2 separate regions of the Mus musculus genome follow, and region 1 is linked to region 2. Evidence: chromatin contacts called from public Micro-C data. All regions are on one chromosome and are shown on one strand. The core of a region is the stretch at or near the end of the contact, and the rest is flanking DNA. Distances in the headings are between cores, read along the strand shown. Region 1 holds the start of Catsper1 (cation channel, sperm associated 1). Region 2 has its middle 23 kb from the start of Ovol1.

Evidence for each region. A called contact is a pair of places that touch in the nucleus more often than the background predicts.
Region 1: a Micro-C map of embryonic stem cells shows a contact between it and region 2, with 4 times the contacts expected there. The contact joins the promoter of Catsper1 here to the enhancer-like site in region 2. A contact is called at or near these places in 3 of 39 promoter capture datasets (hippocampal neurons, liver and pre-B cells), 2 of 484 Hi-C or Micro-C datasets (the G1E-ER4 cell line and embryonic stem cells), 1 of 115 datasets of contacts at active chromatin or transcription factors (pancreatic cancer cells) and 2 of 9 other capture datasets (liver and pancreatic islet).

Annotation. Positions count from the first base shown.
Region 1 is chr19:5,333,150-5,339,311 of GRCm38.p6, forward strand. Catsper1 (cation channel, sperm associated 1) reads left to right here and starts at 2,476. Exons shown (of 12, transcript NM_139301.3): 1 at 2,476-3,525; 2 at 4,480-4,686; 3 at 5,565-5,678; 4 at 5,843-5,996. The coding sequence starts at 2,592.
Region 2 is chr19:5,534,084-5,540,905 of GRCm38.p6, forward strand. It overlaps the pseudogene Gm31166. Among named protein-coding and RNA genes, the nearest start is that of Ovol1, 23 kb to the right of the region's middle. Within about 2 kb of position 5,063, at least 8 of the 459 cell types and tissues checked have an H3K27ac peak or open chromatin away from gene starts, as enhancers often do. A contact at or near this core is called in embryonic stem cells, where this site is marked.

The DNA of each region.
Region 1 (6,162 bases), core at 1,226-3,725, 200 kb before region 2:
AGGGCTATACAGAGAAACCCTGTCTCGAACCACCCCCAAAAAAAAATTGGAAAAAAAATCTTGCTTATGGCAAAGAAAGCACTAACATTTTAGATGCCTCTTACTTTGGAATAAGCTCTTTCCACAGTCCCATCTTTTGACCCAAAGCACACTGGTTCATTTCCTTCATCCAGTCCTCTCCTGATCCCAGAGTCCCTAAACATCTGAAACAATTTTGTTTGTTTTTGAGACAGGGTTTCTCTGTATAGCCCTGGCTGTCCTGGAACTCACTTTGTAGACCAGGCTGGCCTCGAACTCAGAAGTCCACCTGCCTCTGCCTCCCAAGTGCTAGGATTAAAGGTGTGCGCCACCACCGCCCCGCTCATCTGAAACAATTCACCACCGCCCCGCTCATCTGAAACAATTTGAGGGGCTATCCTATGCTACTCAATTTCATTTGCTGGACCAAATCTGGAGGAAGTTTATATACATAAAATATACATACACACACATATATATGATAGTCTCACTAGGTAGCCCACGGTGGCCTCAAATTCATGATCTACCTTGCTGGCAGGCATTACAGGTGTGTACCACCAAATGGCCAGTCCATATCAACAACACACATTCACTTGGGACTTCACAGGCTCAGAGCATCCTTCACTTCCCACACCTCCCACCTTGAGACAGGATCTTATTGTTCAACACTGCATACAGCAGCCTAATTCGCCACGCAGCTTCTATAGGGCCCCCTGGTTTTGCATCTCATCTCTCCATTGGAGCCTAGGGATTACTGACACCTGTGTCGCTGTGTCCAGGGTTTTAGTGGGTTCTAGGGAGCTGAGCTCAGGCCTATACAGCTTATACAGCAAACATTTAACCCATAGAGCCACACACTTTTTCTCGGACTTGATTTGGCATTACCCTAATGGGTTACCTTCAGCTTGTTGAGGTTCTTGTTGTTTTGAGATAAGTTTTCACTGTGCAGTGAAGCGGAAACTTATAGTTCTTTGGAAAGTTAGTTATATCAAATGCTGTGTTGCTGGGGCACACAGGTGAAAGGATATCTTGCTAAGCAAACACACGAGAGACTGTTTTCCTGAAGCAGACACAGGTGAAAAGGATGTTTGGATATAGCAGACATGTGAAAGGACGCTTGATGAAAGAATATAAATCTGACGCCACAGACAGTGGCAGACGAGCACCGAGCCAGGGTTTGGTTTGCTCTGCCTTGCTATTCTTTACTAAAGACTGTTTTTCTTCTTTGTATTCTTCTCCCCTCCTGCCACTGTGGCCTTGGGGTCAGGGTGGGGGGTGGGGCACAGCCACCCCCTCCCACCACCTACCTTCTTCAAGTGGAGGCTAAGGCTGAGGCTGAAGGGCTGCTGGAGGTGAATCCTTTCAGGAAAAGGCATGAGGGGAGGGGTAACTTGGAGGATGGGCAACACCAGGCTTTCGTCAACATGGAAGGCTGTGGAGATTAAGGCCTCAGGCATTCTGTTTTAGGTTGTGTCTGCCAGATTCTCTCTTCCTTGGAGCTGCTCCGGTCCCTGAGAGACTATATCTCTGAGCTGGGTCAGCAGGGCCAGTTGAGTGATGACGGTCAGACCAGTTTCTTCTGTGGGTCTGAACCAGGGGGCCCCATCTTCTCTGTAGCAGCCAGCTGCACACGTCCATTCTCTGCCAGCTAGCTCCCTCTTAGTCCTGTCCTCAGCGTGAGGGAGCCCATTTACATAGCAATGTTGAGCTCAACTTGAGATAACCCTGACATTGTGGGAAATGCCCAAGAACCACTCTTCATGGTCCTGCGGCAGCTTGCCAATTCCATGGCCTCAGGCTCAGGCCTGTTCGTGAGCCTGGCGGTTTCTTCAGGCTTGAACTACAGTTGCTGGTTTGTGTCTGATGTCTGCTTGATGAAAGGACTGGTCTGCAGCTGCTGGTTCATGTGTGTAGTCTGTATGCCTAGAGGACTGGTCTGCAGCTGCTGAGTCATATTTGGTGTTTGCTACAGGACTGAACTGCTGACAAAGATCGAACTCGTCCCCAAAGAACTATTGCTGAACAGGTCCACTTCCCCCAGACCCTAATAACTTTCCTCTAACACTGCCTCTGCTGGGTGGTGAGCTAGAGGAGAGGTTAAACCCTTATTAAAAGTAGGTTGCAAAAAATGTATGCCTACAGTGTAGCCCTGGTTGACTTGGAACTCATTGTGTAGACCAGACTTGAGCTCACAGAGATCTACCTGCCTCTGCCTCCCTAGTGCTGGGTTCGGGGGTCTTTACTATCACACCCAGCCCAGTTTTCTGATTTTACAATAAAGAGGTGAGTGAGCTATGCTAATTCCTTTTCTTCATCTTTTATTTGTTTGGGTTTTGTTTTGTTTAGACACAATAGTTCTCAATTCTGAATGATAAGCTCAAAGAAAGTCCTCATTTGTAAAGCGAGACCTAAGCACACTGATGACATCATAGAAAGGAAGATTCCGAGAGAAGAGTCAGAGCTCCCTGGAAGCCGGGGCTGTGGTTGGACTGAGCTTGGCTTGAGGGGATCCCGAGAAGGGACTTTGGGTTATACACCTGAGCTGTCTTTGTTCCAGGGGCTCCAAGACAGTCATGGATCAATCTTCAAGGAGGGACGAGTCTTACCATGAGACACACCCCGGTAGCTTAGACCCAAGCCATCAATCCCACCCCCACCCCCACCCCCACCCCACCCTGCATAGGCCAAACCAAGGTGGCGTCTATTACGATTCTCCTCAGCATGGGATGTTCCAACAACCATACCAACAGCATGGTGGGTTCCATCAACAAAATGAATTGCAGCATTTGCGTGAGTTCTCAGACTCCCATGACAATGCTTTCTCCCATCATTCCTATCAGCAGGACAGGGCTGGTGTCTCTACCTTACCTAATAACATCTCTCACGCTTATGGTGGATCGCACCCCCTTGCTGAGTCCCAGCACTCTGGTGGACCCCAGAGTGGACCTCGTATTGACCCGAATCATCATCCCCACCAAGATGACCCCCATAGACCCAGTGAACCTTTGTCCCACCCCTCCTCTACTGGCAGCCACCAAGGGACAACCCATCAACAATACCATGAGAGGTCTCACCATCTTAACCCCCAGCAGAACAGAGATCATGCAGACACCATTTCCTATCGCTCCAGTACGCGGTTCTATCGCTCCCATGCGCCGTTCAGTCGCCAGGAAAGACCTCATCTCCACGCTGATCACCATCATGAGGGCCATCATGCCCATTCTCACCATGGTGAACATCCCCACCACAAGGAGCAACGGCACTATCACGGAGATCATATGCATCACCATATCCATCATCGCTCCCCAAGTGCCTCCCAACTCTCACACAAGTCTCACAGCACACTTGCCACCTCTCCATCTCATGTGGGATCGAAAAGCACAGCCAGTGGGGCTCGGTACACCTTTGGAGCTCGCTCTCAAATTTTCGGCAAAGCTCAGTCCAGGGAGAGCTTGAGAGAATCAGCCTCTTTGAGTGAAGGGGAGGATCACGTTCAGAAACGCAAAAGTGAGTCTTTCCTGGGGTCCCAACCCAGACTTCTTCCTTGCTCAGATTCATACGCCCAGATCCTGAACTTGCTTTTCAGCCATCAGCAAGCCCAGTCCTCACTTGTTGTGTGCATTCAATCAGCCATTCGCTTCTGGCTGCTCACTCCCCCTTACTCCTTACACTATGGCTCTGAAAGTCTTGCACTGCCTCCTCTAGCCCTCACTCCATTCACTCACATGTGCATGTCTTCACCATTGAGCTAATCATGTAGATACCCAGTCTTCCTGGGTCCTGGCAGCGCAGAGAAAATGCTAGGACAATTGCTTCACTCACAGGGTCCAAAGGTAGGGTTGGGTACAATCCCAGACCATCTAATGATAGGAGCCTGGCATCTTGTACATCAGGAGATTTGGTTCTGTGGATTCTGTGCCCACGTTTGCCCCACTAAACTGTGAAACACTTGCTGAGGACATAACCTGAGAACCAATACTAAAAGGAAAAACCAGTTTACTGGCGAGCATGGAGCGATCCCAATAGTTACAGTCTCCCAGACTCTACCTACAAGTCCAGCAAACACAGCAAAAGTCTCATGAGTGTGCAGAGAAGGACTAATGACTTACTGAAAGGGAATAAAAGTGGTCAGAGTAGGATGGTTTAGCAGGATCTTAAATAGGAAAAGAGATCATCAAGAAGGTGGGATGGTAACAAGAATCAGGTTTTCTTTAAGTTTCCATATGAGCAAAGATAAATCTAGAGTTGTAGGGTCAGGAATGTTTAGAATCTGTCAAACCAAATCCCAAACTGGGCCCCTGATGTGGAAGGTATAAGGACAGTGACCCCAAGGCCAGAACAGGACAAGCAGGATGGCAGGCACATAAGAGGAATGATAATGATGCCCATTCTGGGAGGGTACCTGGGATCACTGCACCCCATCACTACCTGCAAGAGCATAACTTTCTGACTCCTTTACAGAGGCCCAGAGGGCCCACAAGAAGGCACACACCGGGAATATCTTCCAATTGCTATGGGAAAAAATAAGCCATCTCCTTTTGGGTCTTCAGCAAATGATATTGTCACTGACCCAGTCCCTGGGCTTTGAGACCTTTATCTTCATCGTGGTCTGCCTCAACACAGTCATCCTTGTGGCCCAGACTTTCACTGAGCTAGAGATCCGAGGTGGTAAGAGTCACGGGGCCTTGTCCATTAAGCCCGGCAGTGGTGGTGCATGCCTTTAATCCCAGTACTCAGGAAGCAGAGGGACTCAGGTCTCTGTGTGAAGCCAACCTGGTCTACAGGTCCCAGGATAGCCAGGGTTGTACAGAGAAACCATGTCTCAGAAAAAGCAAAAAACAAAAGCAAAAACAATCGACAAAACAACAACAACAACAACAAAAACCTTAAGTTTCCTCATCTTTGCCTCCTGGCAACTTGTTGACATCCCCAGAGGTAGAAATAGTCTGCAGAAAAGCCAACGAACTGTAGGCCATGCTGTTCATAATGTAGCCACCAGGTGGCGATATGCTCTGAGTATACCACTCCAGGTGGGCTGGGTGCTGGGAAGACTTCTACCAAAAGGCCTGGAAGCTTAAAAGTGGAAGGCCTGAGATCACTGGCCTCTAGAAACCCAATATAGCCAGGTGATTGAAAAGTCGTCTCTCAGTGCAGTACATGCACTACCGTTCAAGGCTGCAGTTTTAGAATGCTTATAAAGAACTCTGCCAAGCCTGTTTCTTGTTCCTATTTTACAAACAAGAAAACCCACAAACTGCGTGGTTAAGTCCTTTAAAAGAGCTAGGGGGCTGGAAATATACCTTTAATTCCAGCAGAATGAAGCAGAGGCGGGCAGATCTCCATGAGTTTGAGACCAGCCTGACCTACATAGCAAGTTCCAAAAACAAACAAATAACCAAACGGGTAAAGCAAAACAAAACAGACCAAAAAATCCCAGCCAGGGAAGCCTGGGTGTGGCCTACATGAGGTCCCAGTAACGAGGGAGGAGTAGAGGGTGACCAGGATTCTGGGGATTGTCACTGAGAAAGCCTCTGGTGTCCCCACAGAATGGTACTTCATGGTCTTGGACTCCATCTTCCTCTCCATCTATGTACTAGAAGCAGTCCTCAAGCTAATTGCCCTGGGCCTGGAGTATTTTTATGACCCATGGAACAACCTGGGTGGGTGGGTAAGGTTGCTATAGGATGGGGAGGGGGCACTGAACTGTTTGTGGGGAGCTAAGGACAGAAAAGGGGTGGGGATGGGGTGGTTTTGGAAAGCCTGTAGGTGTGGGCTAAGGGTCTGTTGGGGCCTCCCTAAAACTGAAGCAACACTCTGCCCTTAGACTTCTTCATCATGGTCATGGCAGTGCTGGACTTTGTGCTCCTTCAGATAAACTCGCTCTCATATTCATTCTACAACCACAGCCTGTTCCGGATTCTCAAAGTCTTCAAAAGTATGCGGGCCCTGAGGGCCATCCGGGTTCTTCGGAGGCTCAGGTCATTACCACCAACGCTACTCGCCTTTGTGGAGAATTCTCAAGGAAAAAGGGAACATGGGCCTGGATTTCCAGGGGTTCCGTGGGACATGTTTCTGGGATGGTTGTGGGCCTGCACTGTGGCCCCTTTCCTGCTTGGAATACTTCCCCCTCTGCGGTCCACGCAT
Region 2 (6,822 bases), core at 3,813-6,312:
CGAGCACTGAGATCATATGCATGCGTATCCATTCCTACATTTCCCCTCCCTCCTTCCATCCCTTCCTTCCTCCCTTCCTCTTTCTTTCCCCTCTCTTCCTTTCTCTTGCATCCTTCCTTCCTCCCTTCTAACCTCCCCTTCTCTCTTCTAGCCTCCCTTCCTTTCTATGGAGTCGTATGCAGCCCAGACTGACCTCAGACTCACTATGTAGCGAGGGCTGACCCTCAGCTTCTGAGCCTCCTGACTCTCCCGGTCAAGTACTGAGATTATAGGCATGAACTCTTATGTACAGGTTTATGACGTCGGGATCAAACCCAGTGCTTTGCGTGTGTGTGCCAACTGAGCTGCATCACACATGGCCTGAGACTCTAGTCAGCCCTTGTCTTACTCTCCCATGTGCTGTGTTTACACGGCATGAGCTATCGTGCCCAGCCCCCACTCCCTTAGAATTTGGGAAAATAAGAAGACCTTCGCCTTTTTCCTCCTTCCTCCTTCTTCTCTCTTCTAATCTCCCCACCTCCCTCCTTCCTTCCCTTCCTTGGATATTTTTAAGACTACATAGAAGTTAGCAATCAGGCTGGAGAGATGGCTCAGTGGTTAAGAGCACTGACTGCTCTCCCAGAGGTCCTGAGTTCAATTCCCAGCAACCACATGGTGGCTCACAACCATCTGTAATGGGATCTGATGCCCTCTTCTGGTCTGTCTGAAGACAGAGACAGTGTACTCACATAAATAAAATCTTTTTAAAAAGAAGTTAGCAATCATAATGTCCTGTGGACCACCTTAAGCATGGTGTAGCAGCATAGCTCAGCATCATGCCTTGGTCTGCTCACAGACTCTACTGTCTAGGTTTTTCCATCACCTGGCCTGGGGATGGTGCCCAGGACAAGCTACCCAGTCGTTACAGATGGTCTTATGTCAGAGTTGGTTTTTCCTGATTTGACATCAACAGCCTTATCTTAAACAGCAAAGGACTTCTGCCGCTTTTGTTCTTCACCATCTCTGAGGTAGAGGAGCTTCCACCCTGTCTCAGGAGCTAATAATAGGTGGGGTCAGAAGCCTGTTTCCTCTGACACACTTTATGAGATATTTTCAAAGGGGGGGCGGCGGCAGGGAAATGGTTAACCTCTTCACCCGGCAGCCTAGTGAGGTACAAGCCCGACTTTCCAAGACAGCCAGGAACATGAAGGCAGCCACAAGTTTCCTAACCTCCACAGCACTGGGCTTTGTGGGTGAGGCTGCCGGACCAACAGCACAGACGGGCACATAGGCAGAGGCCCTGGTGCTCGGACAGCCCTCTCTAGACTAGCTTTCTTTGGACAATGGCCCTTCGTTCAGCTTGTGACATGTAAGGCCTGTCAAATGTCTCCTTCACCTGAGTACCTCAGGGGTAATAAAGGAGCTGCGCTTTAAAAACATTTTAATTTGTAGTTTCATGTTTAGGTATGTGCATGTGAATGCACATACACATGTGACTGCAGGTACTGCATGGGCACACACATGCGACTGCAGGTACTGCATGGGCACACACATGTGACTGCAGGTACTGCATGGATACACACATGTGACTCCAGGTACTGCATGGGCACACACATGTGACTGCAGGTACTGCATGGGCACACACACATGCGACTGCAGGTACTGCATGGCCACACACACATGCGACTGCAGGTACTGCATGGTCACACACACATGTGACTGCAGGTACTGCATGGACACACACATGTGACTGCAGGTACTGCATGGGCACACACATGTGACTCCAGGTACTGCATGGGCACACACATGCGACTGCAGGTACTGCATGGACACACACATGTGACTCCAGGTACTGCATGGGCACACACATGCGACTGCAGGTAGTGCATGGGCACACACATGTGACTGCAGGTACTGCATGGGTCCATGCCTGTGAATACAGGTACTGCACAGGCTGGAGCCTTCACATCCCCTTGGTCTTGCAGTTTCAGGTAGTTGTGAGCTGCCTAACACAGGGGCTAGGAACTGAACCCAGGTCTGCTCAACAGCAGTATAATATAGTCTTTTAACTACCGACCCTCAAGAACTGCCATCCCCAATTACACACATGCACACACTCTCTCTCCTGCCAGTACTTGGATCTACTCTAGGGCATGAACACTATACAAGCATGATTCCAGAGCAACATCCCAGACTTCTTCATTGTTGCATTTAGAACTGGAGCTGGAGAGCTGGCTCTGTGGCTAAGAGCACTTGTTGCTTTTGTAGAGAACCCAGTTCAGTTCCCAGCCCTCACACGATGGCCAGCAATCATCTGTAACTCCAGGTCCACGGGCTCCAGTACCACTTTCTGACCTCCGGGCCCCAAGCATGCATGGGGTGCAAGTGCATAGAGGCAAAACATTCACACACAGAAATAAATAAGTAAATCTAAAAACATTTCTAAAAGATTATGTGTGGGGTCAGAGTACAGTCAGTTTTCTCCTTCTGCTCTGTAGATTCTGAGGTCCTCAGACTTTGCAGCAAGTGCTGCCAAGCTGGTAAAGACCCTTTGAGTCACCACACGCCTCTTCCACTCCTTCATTTAGTTAGTTCTTTTCTTTTCTTTTTTTTTTTTAAGATTTATTTATTTATTATATGTAAGTACACTGTAGCTGTCTTCAGACACTCCAGAAGAGGGCGTCAGATCTTGTTACAAATGGTTGTGAGCCACCATGTGGTTGCTGGGATTTGAATTCCGGACCTTCGGAAGAGCAGTCGGATGCTCTTACCCACTGAGCCATCTCTCCAGCCCTAGTTAGTTATTTTCTTAGAAACTAAGGGACTTCCTTCCTTCCTTCCTTCCTTCCTTCCTTCCTTTCTTTCTTTCTTTCTTTCTTTCTTTCTTTCTTTCTTTCTTTCTTTCTTTCTTTCCTTCTTCCTTCCTTTCTTCCTTCCTTCCTTCCTTTCTTTCTTTCCTTCTTCCTTCCTTTCTTTCTTTCTTTCTTTCTTTCTTTCTTTCTTTCTTTCTTTCTTTCTTCCTTTCTTCCTTTCTTCCTTTCTTCCTTCCTTTCCTTCCTTTCCTTCCTTTCCTTCCTTCTTCCCTCCCTCCCTTCCTTCCTTCCTCCCTCCCTCCCTCCCTCCCTCCCTCCCTCCCTCCCTCCCTCCCTCCCTCTCTTCCTTCCTTCCTTCCTTCCTTCCTTCCTTCCTTCCTTCCTTCTTTCTCTTTTTCTCCCCTGTGTATGTGCGTTCTGCCTGTACACATGCCTGGTGGTGCCTGGTGAAGTCAGAAGAGGGCATTGCATCCTCTAAGACTGGAGTTACAGACACTTGTGAGCCACCATGTGGGTGCTAGGAATTGACCCCAGGACCTCTGGAAGAACAGCAAGTGCTCTTAACCACTGCGCCATTCCTCTAGCCTGATAGCCTGTTATTTGAGGCAGGATCTCTCATGTGTCTCAGACTGGCCTAAACTCAACATGGAGCAGATGATCTTGAACTGAATCTCTGTCTGTCTCTCTGTCTCTCTCTCTCTCTCTCTGTGTGTGTGTGTGTGTGAGAGAGAGAGAGAGAGAGAGAGAGAGAGAGAGACAGAGACAGAAACAGAGACAGAAACAGAGAGACATAGAGAGATAAAGAGACAGAGAGGGAGACTGAGAGCCGCTGGGAGCCGCTTCTTTCCTGCCATTGCGCTGGGTGCAGGCAGGGAACCTAAATCGTCAGGCCTAGTGGCAAGCACTTCTACCAGTTGAACCATCTTCCAGCCTGGGGCCGACACTCTGCAGCCTCTGCCTCTGCAGTGTGGGATAAAGGTGAGAGCCTCCAACGCCCACCTCTCTCTGTTTTTGGCTGGGCGTTAACAGTTTACTCTGGGTGGCCTCAGTTTCACTCTGTAATCCAGGTAGGCTTGAACTTGTGATCCTCCTGCCTCAGCCTTCTAAGGAGCCACCAGCCTGGCATGGAGTTGGATTTTGTATGAGGCATATGTTGGCTTAAGTGTAGAAGAGCCATTTGTCCATGCCGATTATTCACAGCAGAGCCTTGAGGACAAAGACATTTTAAGACAGGAGTGTGGAGAGGAGGCATTCCTGGGAGAGGCTGAGATTCCCAGAAGTCTGAGAGAACTCACTCAGATGAGAGGAGTCTGGCAGTGGCATGAGGGAGAGCAGATCAGAAAGACAACAGTAACTCTGGAGCCGGGAGTGGAAAAGACTCACTGTTTAATTTCATCAAACCAACACCACGGGAACACAGCGTTCCTTTAGGTGCCAAAACTGTTCTTGGGAAAGAGTTGTGAGCGGAACCTTGCGCTATAAAGCTAGCATAAGGAGGTGATACGCTAACCCTCCAGGCGCCCCCAGGGTCATCTCTGTGGAGAATGAGCAAGGCCCTCAGCTACAGGGCAGGCAGCCCATGAAAGACAGGCCACGTTTGTATTCACTCTAGACTAGGCAATGCTGGGGGGAGGGCTAGGGGGTGCAGGGGTGGGTGGGTCTAAAAAGCTAACCTGTGGAGCCACAGGTGGGAACTAAAAGGCAGAACTGCTGTCACTAGACGTTGTGGGGAAGACGAAGGATCTGGTCACTTCCTGGGTCCCTGGTGCAGACCCAGCCTGAAGCTGCAGCTCCAGGACAGGAATATGGCCAGCTTGCTGTCTGCTGTCCAGCCAGTCCTTAGTCTTTGCTCAAACCTACCTGGTTTTCCTTCTTAGAACAGGAGGTAGAGAATAAGGCTGGGTGCTGCTGGTAGGGTGAGCGGTGTACACAGGAGTGTCCCCAGGGCCCGGTGGCAAGCCAATCCCACCTGAGGTCTCTGTTCTTCATTCAGAAGTGCTGTGATCAGCAGGTTGAGTCAAAACTGGGAGGGGCTGGGAAACCCCTCTGGCAGGAGATTTCGAAATGAGATTTGGATTAGAAAGAAAACATAGTGGGAAGGGTTCTAAGGCACAAAAGAGACAGGAAGAACTCCCATTCTGCCCAGGTCTTCACAGGCCATTGGCTATGGGGGAGGTAAACAGGATTGCCTGGAACAGAGAGGCAGCAACTGAGCCAGAAGAACCCAGGCAAGCAGAGCGGATCCTTGCTGCCTCCTTTGACAGCAGCACCCTGTGCTGCTGAGCTCGCCCGCTGCAGAGCGCGCCTTCAGTCTAGGGCATGTCAGCACCAGCAAGGGGTAGATAAACCCCAGGACTCCCACAGGAGAGAGAGAGCTTTGGGGGAGAGGGGGACCTGGCAGGAAAACTGGGAGAAAAGTGTAGCCTCGCTGGGTGAACTGGGAAATGGAGGGAGGAGTAGGGGGGCTTGGATACTCAGCCTTGGTGGCCCCAGACAAAAAAGGATGGGTAGCTCTTCACCCTACAAGATGTTCCCTGCGCTTGAACTCACAGTAGCTGTCATGAGAAGGCCTTGGGTTGCAGGTGCCAGGCAGGAAGAGCATGGGGGGCGCAGGTTGGAAAGAGAGGAGGGAGAAGAGATTTGAGGTGGGGAAACTGAGGAGGTAGGAGAGGAATGACTACAAGAATTCCCAACTAGGAAAAGGTGGATGGGGCATCATTGAAAGAGCCAAAGGTAAAAGGAAGGTTGGTTGATGCTAGACGTGGTAACACATGCGTCTAATCTGAGCATGCAGGAGGCAGAGATGCGAGGCCTACAGGGAGACATTCTAAAGAGAAATAAATACACAACTCCAAGTTCAAAGGTAACCGAGTCGCAGCTCATGCTTCTCATTTAAAAGCGCCACAGTTAAGAGTCTGGCCAAGGCAGAGCCAGCTGGCTGTGGTAAATCCATTTCAGTTAGGTGGTCTGAGGTCAGCAGGACTTTAGAAGGCTGTTCAGGACCGTGCCACGGAAGCTGAGAGTGATCCGTCAGAACTCCGTGAGCGAGCGGCTCTGGACAAGAGGGGCTTATGATTCATGAGCTTGCCTTCCTGCCTCGTGCAGGGTGGGGACCCATCCAACTGGAATCACCGCCCAGCCTCTCCCAGGCTCCTTAGATGACAAGCCTTGGCATCCTTGGTCCACCCAACTCAGGCCCCAAGCATTTTGCCAAAGCATCAGTAAACAAGTGGGGGAGGAGGCCACGGGTCTTTGCGGGTTGTCTTGTTTCCTTCTTCTGTGCTCAGTACATGGCTCGTCGGGATGTCTCATGGGGCCTTCAACATTCTTTCCTCAAGGCTGCCGATCACTGTCTCTTGAGCTTGTCAGGATAAGCTGCTTGTTTTATATTATTTTGGACCTGGAGATCCAAGAATTTGCTTGAACTCTATGTGGAGAAACCGTCCCTCACGGCCAGCACGCCCAAGCTTCCCGGGGCTCCCGGAAACGTGACCTCACCTGCTTGCTTGTCTTCCTTGCCAGACTTATATAAAAATAGAATCTCTTTAGTTGTCACGTTCAGCATGTGCTTAGGCGTTTGTAGTTCCAAAGCCGTGAAACATAGTTAATCCACGCAAGTCTGCTCTCTGTCACTGCGGTTTACAGATGCGGAGACTCCGGAAAGCAAAGTCCGTCTTCAGAGCCAACCTTGACTCTGAAGAGTACAAGGCTCAGTACAGCCTGACATTTGTTTGTTTGTTTTTGAAACAGTCTCAAGGTATCCCAGGCTAGCCTGGAACGCCTTGTGTAGCCTTGTCATTCCTCATGGCTCCTCCTGGATCACATTCTTGAACCAAATGTGATCCCATTTTGCTGTTGGGTTTCAGCCCAGCTCTCCTGTTGAGGATGTCCCGAGCCTCTCCCCTCCACCTGTCAAGTGCTGATCTATACACAGGTTTCTGTTCCTTTTTGCTTAGTTCTCCCTTCTGTTTCTCTTGAGATAATGTCTCACTAGGTAGCCCAGGTTAAGTTACTGTGTAGCTTAGGCTGG